Regions from separate parts of the Danio rerio genome. Here region 1 is linked to region 2. A link is a contact called in public Hi-C data. All regions are on one chromosome and are shown on one strand. Each heading gives the region's core, a stretch centred on a gene start, on an enhancer-like site or on the middle of the called end of the contact. The rest is flanking DNA. Distances are from core to core; before and after follow the strand shown.

Region 1 (2,989 bases), core at 175-2,674, 130 kb after region 2:
GACCTAAATTTTAAATTAATGCTACGCTTATTTTGAGAATAGGCTCATTTTACACGCCCAAGTTAAAGGGTTGAGTTTTTCCATTTTTGAATCCATTCAGCAGATCTCTGGGTCTTGCAGGAGCACTTTCAGCTTAGCGTAGAATAGATCATTGAATCAGATTAGACTATTAGCATCTGTATAGAAATTTGAACAAATAACTTGAGCTAATTTTTCCCAGAGATGGGTTGCGGCTGGAATGGCATCAGCTGTGTAAAAACGCGCTGGATAAGTTGGTGGTTCATTCCGCTGTGGCAACCTCGGATTAATAAAGGGACTAAGCTGACAAGAAAGTGAATGAATGAAATGAACTTGAGCTAACTTTTAAAGGAATGCTATGCTTATGTTGGAAATAGGCTCATTTTACACTCCCAAGTTAAAGGGTTGAGTTTTATAATTTTTATATCCATTCAGCTGATCTCTGCGTCTGCCAGGAGCACTTTTAGCTTAGCTTAGCATAGATCATTGAATCGGATTAGACCATTAGCATCTTGCTAATATCTATTCCTATTTAAATCTATTCCTTTTATTAAATTATACCTTAAATTCCTATTAAAAGCTTGACTCTTCCTTAGTTTCATTGTGTACTGAGGCTGACGGAAAACGAAAAGGTGCTATTTTCTAAGCTGATATAGCTAGGAACTATACTGTCATGTCTAGGAACTATACTGTCACTATATATGGCATAATAATCAAGGAATTTGTAGTGATGTAACTACAGAAGATTCAGAATACAGAATGACTCTTGTTCATTTATGAGTGAGATGCTAATGGTCTAATCCGATTCAATGATTTATGCTAAGCTAAGCTAAAAGTGTAAAACTCGGAGATCGGCTTAATGGATTCAAAAATGGTACAACTCAACTGTTTACCTCTAGAGGAGATATACAATGAGGCTATTTACAAAAACGTGCAGTGTTCCTGTAAGAGCCAGATAGGCAGTGGTGTAAAGTACAGTAACTACTTACAAATACTCAAGGTTGTCCAATGACTTGCCTAATAAACCTATATTTAGTATTTAAAAGAATGTCAGCATAAAAATATATGTACCCTTACCTTCAACACTCCTGAAACTCTGCACCAGCATCCCATCAGCAGCGCTCTGTTCTCTCGCCTGTGTGTCCAGAGACTGATAAACGTGTCTCATATAGGGGTGTGGTTTTGCCTGCTGAGGCGCTGACAGCTTATTTATGTGCAGCATCTCCAAAATAGCTTTGCTCAGGTGTCTGTCCTCCAGTTCCTCCTCTTCATCCTCCATCAACACCAAACCGTGGATCCCTCCAAGTCCTAAAAGACAAACCAGAAAGCGTAAAAAGGATGCTGAAGACCTCATTCTGCAGAAGTAAAAGGGCGGATAGATTCAGCTCTTATTCTCCCACACAGTCTGGTCAGCAAGTCATGTAGACAGCAGAGTCTTGTTCACTCATTAGTGTGTGGGGAGGACCATGCAACCAACAGCCAAACAGTGAGGAAGGAAAAAAAAAGAAGCAATTACCACTTTCCCACAGAAAAGCCAGGAATGTCACACTCCATTTGACAGGCTTTGTGCTCTCAGTTTTCACTTGTTTTTCTTTTGAGGCTCGAGTACTTTTCACCGGAATCAAGAGCTCTTTTCAGCTCGTACCTTTCTTAATGTAAGTGGATAGTGCTCTTTTGCATCTCCAGTTATTAAGGTTTGCATTCTTGGCACAAACATAGTACCAAGCGCGAGCCTTTCTTCATAACCTTGACACTCATTTTGCAACTGGCTGCATGTTTGAGCAATAGATGTCACTGTTGCTTCATTTCTTGGCTTGCATTTTACAAAACACGTCCCACTTCAGAAGTTCACACAGATATTTGACTGAAGAGAATATGCATATTTGGGGTGCTGTCTGGGGAGAGGGCTCTGAGCTCTAACTCGTGTTATTCCCCTTATCAGGATGAAGAGAGATAGGGTCCGAGCGCAGTGTCTAGCCCGGCTCCAGAACGCACCCCCCTCGGAATAAAATAGGTATCTGGTTTAATAGTGTGGAGTTGGGGTGGTGGAAGGACGGTAAAGTCGAGGGAAAACGGAGGTATGACGTGTTTGACTATTTATAGTGGCTTGCTGATTACTTGAGCTGATTGGATAATAGAATGATTGTGTGTGTGTGATAATTTAGCCTTGTCAAAGACTGATCTTGCTCCTCCCGAAATTTGTTCATAAAACATCCAACACAATCTCACGGCAATTCGTAACTTTTTCATTTAGTGGCTAATTCGTATGAATTCGTACGATCTAATTCGTACAATTTAGTACGATTTGCTTATCCCCCAATAACGGTTGGGGTTAGGGGTGGGGTTAGGTGCCACGCCTCCTTTTTAAAATCGTATCATTTCGTACGACTGAAATCGTACGAATTCGTACAATTAGCCACTAAACTGGCAAAACGTAAAATACTTACGTTTTCTCGTGAGATCAGGCTGAAAACATCACATAGTAAAATGTCTCTGGCCCAGCTCTGGCCCACACAACCAGCTTTTGCTTGGCCCACATGCCACGATGAATTACAGTACATGACTGGACCAAGTCTGGTTTCCAGCAAGGGCCAAACATGGACCATCTGGGCCAAGTCTCAGCCAATTTAATAACCCATAACTGGGCCTGAACTGCTGAACTGATATGTTGGTGTGTCACGACTGCAATGAAATTGATGAACCCATGAAGCATTGCCCTTGCGCTATATGGGCGTGCTTTTTCTCAAAGCGACCTGATTGGTAGAATTTTTGTCTTTTATTCAAAAATAATAAAAATGTATTTTAAATGTGGGTCAAGAGAGGCCAAACTTACATGGCCCACATATCCATTATTAGCATCTGGGCCAAATACTACTTTTGATAAATACCTGCTGTGCCAGCTTCATGCCAATTCTGGGCCAGAATTTTTTGCCACCTGGGATAGATCGATTGATGCCAACTCCCCGAAAAA
Region 2 (2,816 bases), core at 213-2,712:
TAATGCTTTACTTACCAAGTAATACACTGATCTTATACAAATTAGGCATTTTTGTGTATATTTAATGCTTTACTTACCAAGTAATACACTGATGTTACACAAATGGATCATTTTTATGTGTGTTTAACACTTTACTTATCAAGTAATACACTGATATTACACAAACGATTCATTTTTGTGTATGTTTAATGCTTTACTTACAAAGTAATAAACTGATGTTACACAAATTAGGCACTTTTGTGTATGTTTAATGCTTTACTTACCAAGTAATACACTGATCTTATACAAATTAGGCATTTTTGTGTATATTTAATGCTTTACTTACCAAGTAATACACTGATCTTATACAAATTAGGCATTTTTGTGTATATTTAATGCTTTACTTACCAAGTAATACACTGATCTTATACAAATTAGGCATTTTTGTGTATATTTAATGCTTTACTTACCAAGTAATACACTGATCTTATACAAATTAGGCATTTTTGTGTATATTTAATGCTTTACTTACCAAGTAATACACTGATGTTACACAAATGGATCATTTTTATGTGTGTTTAACACTTTACTTACTAAGTAATACACTGAAGTTACACAAATTAGGCATTTTTGTGTATGTTTAACGCTTTACTTACCAAGTAATACATTGGGGTTACACAAATTAATCATTTTTGTGTATGTTCAATGCTTTATTTAACAAAATTATTCATTTTTGTGTATGTTTAACACTTTATTTACCAAATTAATCATTGTTGCATATGTTTAACACTTTACTTACCAAGTAATACACTGATGTTACACAAATTAGGCATTTTTGTGTATGTTTAACACTTTACTTACCAAGTAATACACTGATGTTACACAAATTAGGCATTTTTGTGTATGTTTAATGCTTTACTTACCAAGTAATACACTGATGTTACACAAATTAGGCCTTTTTGTGTATGTTTAATGCTTTACTTACCAAGTAATACACTGATGTTACACAAATTAGGCCTTTTTGTGTATGTTTAATGCATTACTTACCAAGCAATACACTGATGTTACACAAATTAGGCCTTTTTGTGTATTTTTAATGCTTTACTTACCAAGTAATACACTGATGTTACACAAACAAATCATTTTTGTGTATGTTTAATGCTTTACTTACCAAGTAATACACTGATGTTATACAAACGAATCATTTTTGTGTATGTTTAATTCTTTACTTACCAAGTAATACACTGATGTTATACAAACGATTCATTTTTGCAGCCCTGTTCCAAAGAACCGATTCGCGTAAACGACTCACACACTTCTCATTTCTCATTTGAGTTGTAACATAACTATCAGATTCGATCAAAGCATTAGAGGGCGTGGTTTGAAATTTTTATTGAGAACCCAGTATACCAATCACCGCACAGACAAGAACCTGCTGCACTTCTCACAAGCCAATGAGCTGCGAGGAAGGAGGGGCTTCAGCGCTCTCGTCTGTCTGCTGTGCAGAGAACCAGACGGTTTGCTCACTAGAAGGAAGTATATCTGAAGCGAACCTGGATTTTTTTATTTTGATGCACATGAGCTTTCGTCCTGGTCGCCTATTAAAAAATATTACGTAATCCCCGCTATCACACAGAGGGGTTTGTCCCGGGTGTATGCGTCTCCCCGGCACACCAGGAGCTCCAGAGGCTGTTTTCACCGGAGCAGCGTGGGTTAAGGTGGGCCTTGCCCGGATATCTGTCTGACAAGCGAACCAAAACCGATCCAGTACCCGCCTCGAGACACAACCAGCACAGCCAATCCTCCAGAGACTACTGTCCGAGACCGTTTGGACTATAACAAACGCTAGCCAGATGGGTAAGTCAAGCAAAACTAGCATATTTACAGATGTTACAAGATTTTATAAATAATAAACACACACTAGTAACGTTAAATGTGCGTGTGTATGTGTGTGTGTTAGGTAGTAATGAGGATGTTGAGCTAACATACAAAAATCAAAGCATGTCTGTTCAAATCGTCATGTTATTCAGACCCTGCAGAAACTCATCTTCATTTTCGGGAGGTTGTGATGTAACGTTGCCATGGATCATTCACAAACACATGCTCATCATCCTGCATCCTTCATCTTTTGGGCTAATTATAGTCGTCTTGTTTTGCTGAGGTGATAGACATTAGCTTAAAAACAGCTTTCGAGATTTGTGTTTGCAACTATAGCTTCATTCAGATACACAGTAATCGATCAGTTCATATTTCTGAGTGTGATTGACAGCTTGTGATGTAATACCTGACACCAATATGTGAACTAGATTTTTGGGAGATTTGTAGCTGGATCTGCTTGTGTGTGTGTGTGTGTGATTGAAAATAAATGTGAAGAATCATGCAATTGTAAGATGGTGAGTCTGCAGAAAAGGAGGTCACATGTAAGCAGACATACGCTCAATGTTGTGATGGTGGGATGGGCTGGGGAATCAGAAATATTTATCCTGATACACTAGTGTGGTTATATATATATTTGTTATATAATCATATAATTTCAGATTTGTATTGTTTGCTAATTTAAAATCGGGGAAATCATATTAACGTCTTGAAGTCAGAACGAATAGTAGCATTGTGAACAATTTAGAGACACTAGTTACTGAACGAATTGTGCGAATATACAGCCAGCTTTATCTCAGTTGGCACATTGAGTTAACGTTGGTTTTATATTTGCTTATTTGTTTTCTTTTCGGCTTAGTTTCTTTATTCATCAGGGGTCTGCGCAGCGGAATGAACCGACAACTTTTCAAGTCAAAGTCAAGTTAGAGTCAGCTTTATTGTCAATTCAACCACATGATCAG

The links. Hi-C and Micro-C count contacts between places; a contact is called where the count stands out from the background.
Region 1: a Hi-C map of hematopoietic stem cells shows a contact between it and region 2, with 3 times the contacts expected there. The contact joins the promoter of LOC101885590 here to the promoter of rap1gds1 in region 2. A contact is called at or near these places in 4 of 18 Hi-C or Micro-C datasets (caudal fin, embryo, hematopoietic stem cells and 1 more).

Annotation. Positions count from the first base shown.
Region 1 is chr7:75,179,702-75,182,690 of GRCz12tu, forward strand. LOC101885590 (bone morphogenetic protein 7) reads right to left here and starts at 1,425. Exons shown (of 4, transcript XM_005172366.6): 1 at 1,096-1,425. The coding sequence starts at 1,372.
Region 2 is chr7:75,051,536-75,054,351 of GRCz12tu, forward strand. rap1gds1 (RAP1, GTP-GDP dissociation stimulator 1) reads left to right here and starts at 1,463. Exons shown (of 14, transcript XM_073907561.1): 1 at 1,463-1,836. The coding sequence starts at 1,833.